Regions from separate parts of the Hordeum vulgare genome. Here region 1 is linked to region 2. The links are chromatin contacts, called in public Hi-C maps. All regions are on one chromosome and are shown on one strand. The core of a region is the stretch at or near the end of the contact, and the rest is flanking DNA. Distances in the headings are between cores, read along the strand shown. Region 1 has its middle 15 kb from the start of LOC123437178. Region 2 holds the start of LOC123411025 (urea-proton symporter DUR3).

The links. A called contact is a pair of places that touch in the nucleus more often than the background predicts.
Region 1: a contact with region 2 is called in a Hi-C map of leaf, with 6 times the contacts expected there. The contact joins the enhancer-like site here to the promoter of LOC123411025 in region 2. A contact is called at or near these places in 2 of 6 Hi-C or Micro-C datasets (leaf and seedling).

The regions. Positions count from the first base shown.
Region 1 is chr1H:360,718,078-360,723,269 of MorexV3_pseudomolecules_assembly, reverse strand. No RefSeq gene overlaps it. Among protein-coding and RNA genes, the nearest start is that of LOC123437178, 15 kb to the left of the region's middle. Within about 2 kb of position 2,414, at least 1 of the 3 cell types and tissues checked has open chromatin away from gene starts, as enhancers often do. A contact at or near this core is called in leaf, where this site is marked.
Region 2 is chr1H:360,667,954-360,673,146 of MorexV3_pseudomolecules_assembly, reverse strand. It overlaps LOC123411025 (urea-proton symporter DUR3), which reads right to left and starts at 2,373. Exons shown (of 3, transcript XM_045103942.1): 1 at 1,982-2,373; 2 at 1,061-1,837; 3 at 1-965. The coding sequence starts at 2,173.

The sequences.
Region 1 (5,192 bases), core at 1,165-3,664, 50 kb before region 2:
AGATGACGGAGGTGTTGGTGTAGATCGCCGTCACACGATGATGTCCCGGGCGGCGTTCCGGCGCCGCCGGGAGAGAGGGGGAGAGAGCCCCCATTCTTCTTCTTCTTCTTCCTTGACCTCCTCCCTAGATGGGAGAAGGGTTTCCCCTTTGGTCCATGGTGTCCATGGCGGCGGAGGGGCGAGAGCCCCTCCGAGATTGGATCTCTCTCTCTGTGTCCTTCTGTTTATGCGCTCCCAGATTCTGCCTTTCACCGTTTCTTAAATTCCCGAAGATCCGTAACTCCGATTGGGCTGAAATTTTAACACGATTTTTTTCCGGATATTATCTTTCTTGCGGCGAAAGAAGGGCCCGAACTGCCTTAGGGATTCGTCACAAGGCTGCCAGCCGTGGCTTTGGGGTGGGGCCGCACCTCCTGGGCTTGTGACCTCCTCGGGCATCGTTTCGCTTAGATTCTTCTTCCCAAAATCATAAATATTCCAAAAAAATTATAGTAGGTTTTTTATTGCGTTTGGACTTCGTTTGGTATGGATAATCTGCGAAACAAAAAACATGCAACAAAGAGGAACTGGCACTGGGCACTGGATCAATATGTTAGTCCCAAAAATAGTATAAAAAGTTGTCAAAAGTATATGAAAGTTGTAGAATATTGGCATGAAACAATAAAAAATTATAGATACGACGAAGACGTATCAGGCAACGGCTTGCGACGGCTTGCAGCGGGGTGAAGGCTGGCAGAGGGCTTGTAGCAGAGCGGCGGCTTGCATCCAGGCGGTGGATGGGGGAGGAGGGGCAAGGTCAGTGGGTCATCGCTGGTTCGACAGTCCATCGATAAGCTTCTGCATCTCTTCAGTTCCTGCTCTTCGTTGCTAGCGGCAACACGGGCTGCTTCGTCGGGTGCGGGGAGCCGCTCAGTCAGTGGCTGCACAACCCCTATGTCAAGCACATGCATCTGCTCTACTTTAGTTAATGTCTCCTACATTGCTAGGTTATCATGAGACAATCTCTTTGGATGAAGGAACACATCTGCTACATTGCTGGTGTCTGCACATCTGATCAAACAATCTCTTTGGATGAAGGAAAGCATATATTCTAGTTTTCACGCATGTAGCTCGGCCACCAAAACGTCACTCTCTCATTGGTAGCCATTATTTGATAGTATGCATCAATTGTATGTGTTATAAGCTTGTCAATATATGTTGTTTTGTTGTCTTTCTTAAAAATACAAATGAAATGCTATCAAAATTTTGAATTGTATTTCATTTCATTTTTCATTATGTGCTTCCAACCAAACACCAGAACGGAACCAACATGTTCTACTCTTTTACTCCTACCGAACACAGGAATGGAACGAACCCGTTCCTCTGGAATGGAACCATTCCATTCCGTGACATTTGGTCCCCCAACCAAACACACCCTTAGCGCTCCGTTTATATGCAACTTTTCACTACCCTCAGGAATATGTAACATTTTACTCTCCTCATGATGTGTAATTTTCACCATCTAATTACCTTTGCTTGTAAGATGTGCAACTTCATATGTTGCTCTGGCCAATTGCCTAGCAGACTTTGTGCAACTCTGTTTGTTGTCCCCGCCAACTAAAACTACATACCCTCAAGTAGGGAGGGGAAGGAGTTGCAGATCGAGTTATAGGAAGTTGGCTCAAACAGTTGACTAAGTTGCACATATCGCTAGTAGGGGAGGTGGGGGAGGGGTGTGAACTGTAAAAAAACTACACATCCATGAGTAGGGACAAGCATGACCGGTCCTGAGATTTCGGGGGTCCAGTGCGAAACGATGATGTGAGGCCTCTTAATATTTACATCAAATAAATTTGTAGCTTTGGAAGCTTTTCCTAGCAGTAATCTTGTTCAAGTTGTACTTTATTGCATGTAGAACATTATATATTCAAAATATGGAGTAGTATGAATTACTAGTGTTTACTGTAAAAAAAAGTTTGGACACTATTCTTCATTGAACCGTAAATCCATCTGCATCCGATTACAACATTATACTCCTCTTTTCTTAAAAAGCTATAGTTTTAGTTAATCCAATAAAATTAACCACCAACTCTACACTAAAATTTAATTATATAGAGTACTCCCTTCATAAACTAATATAAGAGCATTTAGAACACTACTTTAGTAATCTAAACGTTCTTATATTAGTTTACAGAGGGAGTATCTACTAGGCCATGTTTTCACATCTCGTTAGCCGACGACTTCTTAAAAATGAATTGAAAATACTGACACATTGCATGAATATACGACCACTATTTTTCATTAGGCAATTTAATTGGCCAAAAGACCAAAGAAAAAAGTATATGAGGCTATGCTTGTGTGAAGAGTATACGTGGATGCAGCACGTGCAGTACTCATCCCCCAATGGTTCTCAAGCCATTCACTGATCCACAAGCTTTCTCCGTTTCTCGTTTCTCGCCAGGCTCGAAATACCGAGTACTTTTTTGAGAACCGAATATAGAGTACTGAAAGCGATGCACAAGTCAACCAACACTTTCATCGCGTCCGTATGAGGTTCAAGCTATCATTAGTTCATCACGCCCGAGTGGTGCGCAGCCACGAACACCTGCTTAGGGCCCGTCAGAGATTGACGAAGCCTACAACACGACGTACTATTCTGGCCTGCCGGACGATGTGTTGGAGTCGCTGCAGGGATAACACAGTATCAGACTGCAGCCAACATGCATCAGCCGGCATAGGTGTATCAGAACTCGGGAAACGAAGCAACCGCGGATGGTGTACTCAATCGCCATCATAGGCGGAGATCTCGATATGATTTAGGATATACGATGGTCCTGAATGGAGATCGTGGAAAATTCGACGAATTTGATCCATGGATAAAAGTATTTCACAAACTGGACCGCGTTCAATTGTTTTTCACTCAACTCATCCTTTTGTGTGACATCTTACAATCAGGCGTCACACTTCACTCTGTGGCGCCTTTGCCTTAGGCGTCACACAGTACAGTGTGACGTCTATGGCTTAGGTGTCACACTAGGTCTTAGGCACCACACAACATAATGTCACGCGCCACACAGTGTAGTGTGATGCCTAAGCCAAAGACGTCACATAAAAGGATCAGACGGATGATTTTTTTTTTCGAACACGGTCCAGTTTGTAAAATACTTTCGTTTTTGGATCAAAATTTTCCATTTTGCCGGAGATCATGGGATGAAACAACCTTCGTACGTGACGTGCGATTCTGATGATGCCATGCCAAGTAAAGAAGATAGAGCAAATCCAGGGCTCCTCGGTGTCGGGGGCCCGGGGCATCCACCCTGCTCCCCCCCTCAGGGGCGGGTCTCGGGACAAGGGAGGCACATTGACTATTAGATAGCTGGTCGGGGTAGTAGACTAGTTGCTCATCAAGTTTTCACGGGTGCTAGGTGCAACCTTATATGAAGTTAGATCATGTAGCTTCAAAAACTGGGTTTGAAAAAAGTTACACCATGTAGTACTAAAGTTGCATAATACAATACTGAAGTTGCACCATATAACATTAAAATTGGCATAAACAATTCATTAAAACATACCCATGCAATATCTAGTTTTAAAGATGTCATCGTTAAGAATTCAACAGTGAAGACATATGTGAATTTTAACACGTGGTTTGAAAGATATAGCTTTCTAAAAATTCAGAAAGCTGAAATAAATGAACGTGGAGCTGTTTTTTCTAAACCAAACTAACTAATGTGAACACATTTCATGCTAATATCCACGTGCACTAGCTGACAAAAGAAATAATACATACATGCATGTGAAGCCCGGTCGCTCGTTTCCTTTAAAAAGGACGCGAGCACTTTGAAGATTTTAGGAAAAGAAAAATAACATCTTGTACGTATCGGTTTCAGTCGTCATATCATCACTCGTATACATATCCATCGTCCGTCCTATACTAATGCTTGCAAGTTCTGTTAATGCAGTGTATGCTTCACACATCGGGCCGACCATGGGCTTCCTTCGCGCAGGGCCCAATATTCAGAGAGATACGTGGTCTTGACGAGGAGGGAATGTTACCTCTTTATCTTGTATTAGTTTTCCCTTGAAGAGGAAATGATGATGCAGCGAATTAGATAAGTATTTCCTTCAGTTTTTTGAGAACCAATGTATAATCCACTAAAAGGAACAAGTAAGGCCCCAATAGTAGTACCTACACAAATGATCAAACTCTTGCACCCAACGCTATAAAGGGGTTGTCAATCCCTTGAGAGTTATTTGCAAGGATGAGATCTGATAGAGATAGATATAAAAGATTGCAGAAATAAAGTAAATAAATTGCACCAAAGTATTTTTGGTATTTTTGGTTTATAGATCTGAAAATATAATATGGAGAATAGACCCGCGGGCCATATGTTTCACCAGAGGCTTCTCTCATAAAGAAAAATAATGCGGTGGGTGAACAAATTACTGTCGAACAATTGATAGAAAAGAGAATAATTATGAAGATATCTAAGGCAATGATTATGCATATATGCATCACGTCCGTGTCAAGTAGATCGAAACGATTCTGCATCTACTACTATTACTCCACACATCGACTGACTCCTGCGTGCATCTAGAGTATCAAGTTCACGAAGAACAAAGTAACACATTAAGTAAGATGACATGATGTAGAGGGATAAACTCAAGCAATATGATGAAAACCCCATCTTTTTATCATTGATGGCAACAATAGAATACGTGCCTCGCTACGCCTACTTTGTCACTGGGTGAGGACACCGCAAGATTGAACCCAAAACTAAGCACTCCTCCCTTTGCAAGAATTACCAACCTAGTTGGCCAAACCAAACCAATAATTCGAAGAGACTTGCAAAGATATGAAATCATGCATATAAAATTCAGAAGAGACTCAAATAATATTCATAGATAATCTAAACATAAACTCACAATTCGTTGGATCTCGACAAACACACCGCAAAAGAGTATTACATCGGATAGATCTCCATGAAGATCATGAAGAACGTGGTATTAAAGATCAAAGAGAGAGAAGAAGCCATCTAGCTACTAGCTATGGACCCGTAGGTGTGTGGTGAACTACTCACACATCATCGGAGGGGCACTGGAGTTGATGTAGATGCCCTCCGTAATCAATTCCCTCTCCGCCAGATTACCAAAAAAGGCTCCCAGATTGGATCTCTTGGGAACAGAGGCTTCCGCTGGTGTAAAAGTATTTT
Region 2 (5,193 bases), core at 1,124-3,623:
ATGATCACCGCCGAGCCCACCGCGCCCCACGCGATCGCGATCGCCGCCCACAGCGTGAAGTACCCCAGGCTGAACCTCCCCGCCGGCACCGACAGCGCCGGCCACAGCACCACGATCACGACCGTGAACACCAGGCCCCACTTGACAATCCACCGCTTGGCGTGCACCAGCTTCTCCTCCTGGAGCTCGTCGTCGTCTTCGGCGCCCACGCTCTCCACCGTGGTGATCTGCCTGCTGCTCTCCCAGTCGTAGTTCTGCGGCGACACCAGGCTGCACACGCAGTGCACGGCCCCGCCCACCAGTATGGACACCAGGTTGCCCGTCAGCATGGGCGCGTTCCGGCCGGTGGTGTCCAGGTTCACGCGGCCGTACTGCACCTTGGCCACCGTGAGCCAGACGACCACGCCGAGGACGCAGCCGCTGATGGTGCCGAGCATGGCGCCGAAGGCGTTGGCCTTGCTCCAGAGCAGCAGCAGAGCGATGGGGATGACGGCGGAGCCTACGAGGACGCCCATGGCCAGATACATCCAGCCGAGGGACACGCCGACGAGGTTGAGGACGACGGCCAGGACGCCCATCGAGCAACCGAAGGCGAGGATGACGGCCCTGGACACGAGGAGGATCTGCTTACCGGAGGCGCCCGGGTTGATGTAGGTGCGGTAGATGTCGTAGGTGAAGAGGGAGGAGACGGCGACGAGCTCTGCCGAGCCAGCAGAGGTGACGGCCATGAAGAGCATCGTGAGGAGGAGGACGGAGCCGGGCTTGCCCATGAGCGCGGTGGCGGTGGCCGGCGGGACGAGGCCCTTGGCCGCCTCCGCCGCGGTGATTGGGAGGTCGAGGGCGAGCGCGCCGAGGCCGAGCGATGTTGCCAGCGAGAATGGCACGGCGAACCACACCAGGCCGCCCAGCAGGTACCCCTTGTGCGTCGACGACGGCCGAGCGGCGATCGCGCTCATCCAGTACCCCTGCAATTCCAATGCGCCATCGATCAAGCAAACCACCACACCGCCGGACCGGAGCGCGCGCGGGAGGGACAATTAAGGAATACTGCTGTACTTACGTTATCGACGAAGACGGTGCCGAAATTGCCGACGATGTTGATGATGCCGAAGACGAGGCCGCCGGAGCTGAGCATGGTGAGGTAAGAACCCTTGAGGTTTCCGTGGACGGGGCCGCAAGACTGACCAGAGCGCGAGAGGTCGCCGGAGCAGTCCCTGGCGGCGCTGGCGACGACGAGGAGGCGCTCGTACACCACCTTGGGGCTGCCGAGGCTGCTGCTGGACGTGTACACGAGGAAGACGAAGACGAGGAGCACGGCGTGCACGACGACGGAGTGGATGTAGCTGGCGAGGAAGGTGGCCTTGAGCCCGCCGGCGAGCGTGTACACGATGACGCCGAGCGGGATGAGGAAACTGGCGGCGTAGACGTTGACGCCCGTGAGCGCGTGCACGACGGCGGAGCCGCCGAGCAGCAGCATGGCGGTGACGATGACGTTGGTGGCGAGGCAGAAGGCGAGGAAGACGAGGTGCGCGCGGGCGCCCCACCTGGCCCTGACGATCTCGCAGACGGTGTGCGCGTTGGGCGCCTTGCGCTTGATCTCGATGGCCATGACCCCGAAGAGGAGCACCTGCACGGTGGCGCCGCTGGCGTACCAGAAGGGCCCGCTCACGCCGTACTGCCACGCCACGTTGGAGCTCTGCAGGATGGTCGCCGCCCATGTCCACTGCGACACGATCACGCTGGCGATCAGCCCCGTCTTCACGCTCCGGCCGGCGGTGTTGAACCACTCCGACGTCTGCAGCTGCGACCCGCCCACGTAACGTTTCTCCAACCACACCTACATGCGTTTTCTTTGTTTTTCATCAGTCAGCTCCGATCGATCCGCTAATTAGTTTCTCTACCTGATGATGACAACTGATGAAAAATACTCCGTGTACGTAGAAGATAGAGATTTAATAGAGTAGAACACTGCGTGTAGTACCAGGAAGGAAGTGAAGAGCGCGAAGAAAGCGCCGAAGCCGAGGACGACGGCGTACCCGACGGCCTGCGTCAGCACCGGCTTCCCGCCGAAGAAGCTCTCGTCGCGGCTGCAGACGCCGTTCACCACCGAGTAGTACTGCCCGCCGAAACCCAACTCCGGCGGCGGACACACCACGCCGCCACCGCCCGACATGCCGGATCAATTCTCTTCTACCACGGCGGATTCGAATCAGGAATCCAAGATTCTTTTTTCGCGTGTTATGGTCAACGGCTCACTCTATCAACCCAACTGATGGATGGGGAATTGGGAAGGGGTGGAGAGATTCACACTCCTCCAATCAAGGAAGGCACCGGCACCTTCTGCTGGCGCTTGGATGTGGATGGATGCATCGCTCACAATGCGCGCTGCCGTATATATACAAGTCGTTGAGGAGAAAAAACCAACCAACTGGTTGTTTGTCTGGAAAATTAACCAATCGGGTCACATTGCTTCCGTTATGTTGTGTGGTTGGGAGAATCTTTGACTTGGGCTATTTCGAGACAACATGGACAACATTTATAAGAGCCCACTGGTGTATATTCATGCCAGTTGAATCAAATGAATATAGAGAGATACTTTTTCATCTTGCAGAACAAGTATAACATACACTTACATTTTCCCAGTTATTTTGTCAACTTCGCCCCCATACGTCCTACCATGTAAAACTTGTAACATTTTGCAGCTTGTTAGTAGAAGAAAAAGAGCAAGTAGCCAAAGTTATGCATCATTGTAAGGCTCACCATAGTGGGGTATCATATCTAGTAACATAGTCTTGGGACTAGCAAACATGACGATGTGACAAGTAATTAAAGAAAAGAGAGGGTTAGAGTAACACAGGTAGATATGATATCATGTTAAATGCTATGCTACTATATATCATGCATATCAATAAATGAGATCACATATGATACTAGTTTATGATACTATGCACTATGAAGGTAGTATCATACAATAGTAAGATATGGATGATACTACTACTCCCTCCGTCACGGTTTAGAAGGCGTGCATGAAAATTCTCTAGAACCTAGGTGGTTATTGATTGGCTGTAAAATGAGTTAAAAAATAGCATTTACACTACGCATGCATATAGAAGTAGTACAATGGAGTACTAATTAGCTGCTAAGAGTAAATGCAATGCGCCTTAAACCTTGTGTGTTGTGGAAATGCACGCAAACTTAACCGTGACAGAGGTAGTATATGTTACTCCCCACTATGAGCAACCTAAGGACGGAATGCGCAGAGGTCGCTACTCCCTGACCGATGTGGTGCGCTTTTTTAGACATGTCCCCCTCAGGCTGGCTATAGTGGGGGTAACATAGCTAGTATCATAGTCTTGGGACCAGCAAACATGTTGTGTGACAAGTAATTAAAGAAGAGAGAGAGAGGGTTAGAGTAACATAGGTAGATATCGTATCATGTTAAATGCTATGCTACTATGTGTCATGCATGTCAATAAATGAGATCATCTATGATACTAGTTTATGATACTATGCATTATGAAGGTAGTATCATACAATAGTAACATATGCATGATACTACTATATGTTACTCCCCACTATGAGCAGCCTCACGTATCGTTTTGCTTCACCTCTCCCAAGCTCCGCGTTTAATGTGCATCGCGATGGGAAGTAAAACCATCATCATAACCATAGTAAAGTTCGATCACGTGTGTGTGCATTGTTTTTGCCTAGCCTAACAACGTCATGGACTCCAATGTGGTCCAGACCCGGGAGCTCCTATCGGTGTACTAAAGAACGGGTCCATTACTACCCTGACTTGTGCACAGACGGCAGCAACCTTCGACCCGGCAAGCCATGCTGAAAGATACTGCGGCCAAGACAACGTCAAGCGACAAGGACAAGCCATCGGCAAGCCTCCTTGCCGGTGAAGAAGACTCGACAACCATCACATCCGACAAGGTCCCGCTATCGCGCCACCGCTCCACCTCATCAGGTTGATTGTCTCCATCAATAAGGTGTCGAGCAGGCATGCCATTAGGTAGGCCTTGTCGGTGCACGTGGCAGCTCGGAGGAACTGCAACTACTTTAATGACATTCGTCCTAATGGCGTGGCGACATAATAAGTGGTAGCTGGGCGAACGACACAGAAGGAGAAGCCATCCTTGTCTCGAAGCAACACTAGCGCGACACCTCACGACGCATTTTATGATGTTGTCTTAATCCGTCAAGGTTAGGTATTTTCCACTATAGTTGGTATCAGCAGTTTGACCACTATTGCATCCACTGTTTACCCTTGTGTAATTACCATTTTAGCCAGTGTCGTAATCCCTTTTACCTATAAAAGGAGATCCATGATTACCTTTACAAAGGTCGAAACCCTGCTCAATTGCATGCATAGGGGCTGCCTCTTCCTGTCCGGTGTGTCTGCGCCTTTTAGGCGTGCCCCCTCACGTGTCGTTTCGCTCCACCACTCCCACGTCCTACCTTTAAAGCGCGTCGTGGGTAGACAGTAAAACTATCATCATAACAGTAGTAAAATTCGGCCACATGTGTGTGCATTGCTTTAGGCCTAACCTAACAGCGTCATGAACTTGAGTGTAACGTCCGGAGGCACTAACTGGGCATGCCTGATTTGTTGGTTTTCACACCTACGTCTCTCATATTCAAAATCTCAAAACCATACAACGCATGCAACACTACGTAAAAGACGGTCAATAGATGCAGTTCATTTGATCGTCGGACAAAAAGAACATAGTTCATCAGAATTCAGCAGCGGACGGTGCAAATCCATACTACAAACTACTTGAAACATAGTTAAGATATAAATAGAAAGGCGAAGGGCGAAGGAAATCACCATTTCCTCGCCGACCCCTTCCCCTTTCGATCATCGATGCAACTATGCTCCTCCTTTGTGTAGGCATTGTCGTCGGTGCTAGAGGTGGAGCCGCCCATCAAGTCGGAGTCTGATCTGTAGCTTCGGTCCGACAAACTGCTGAGCAGGCGGACCTGCTCCTTGGCATGGCGGGCTGCCTTCGCCGCCGCCTCCTTGCTTCCCTCGTGCTCCGACAACTCGATGTCGAGTCGGAGTGCTTTGCCATTCTTGTGGCGGAGGCACCGCACAACCATCTCTGTCATCATGAGAGAGCGACAGAGGACCAATGTGAGAAGCGTGGCATCGGGATCAATAGGCATGGTCGTGCGTGACCGGTGTGC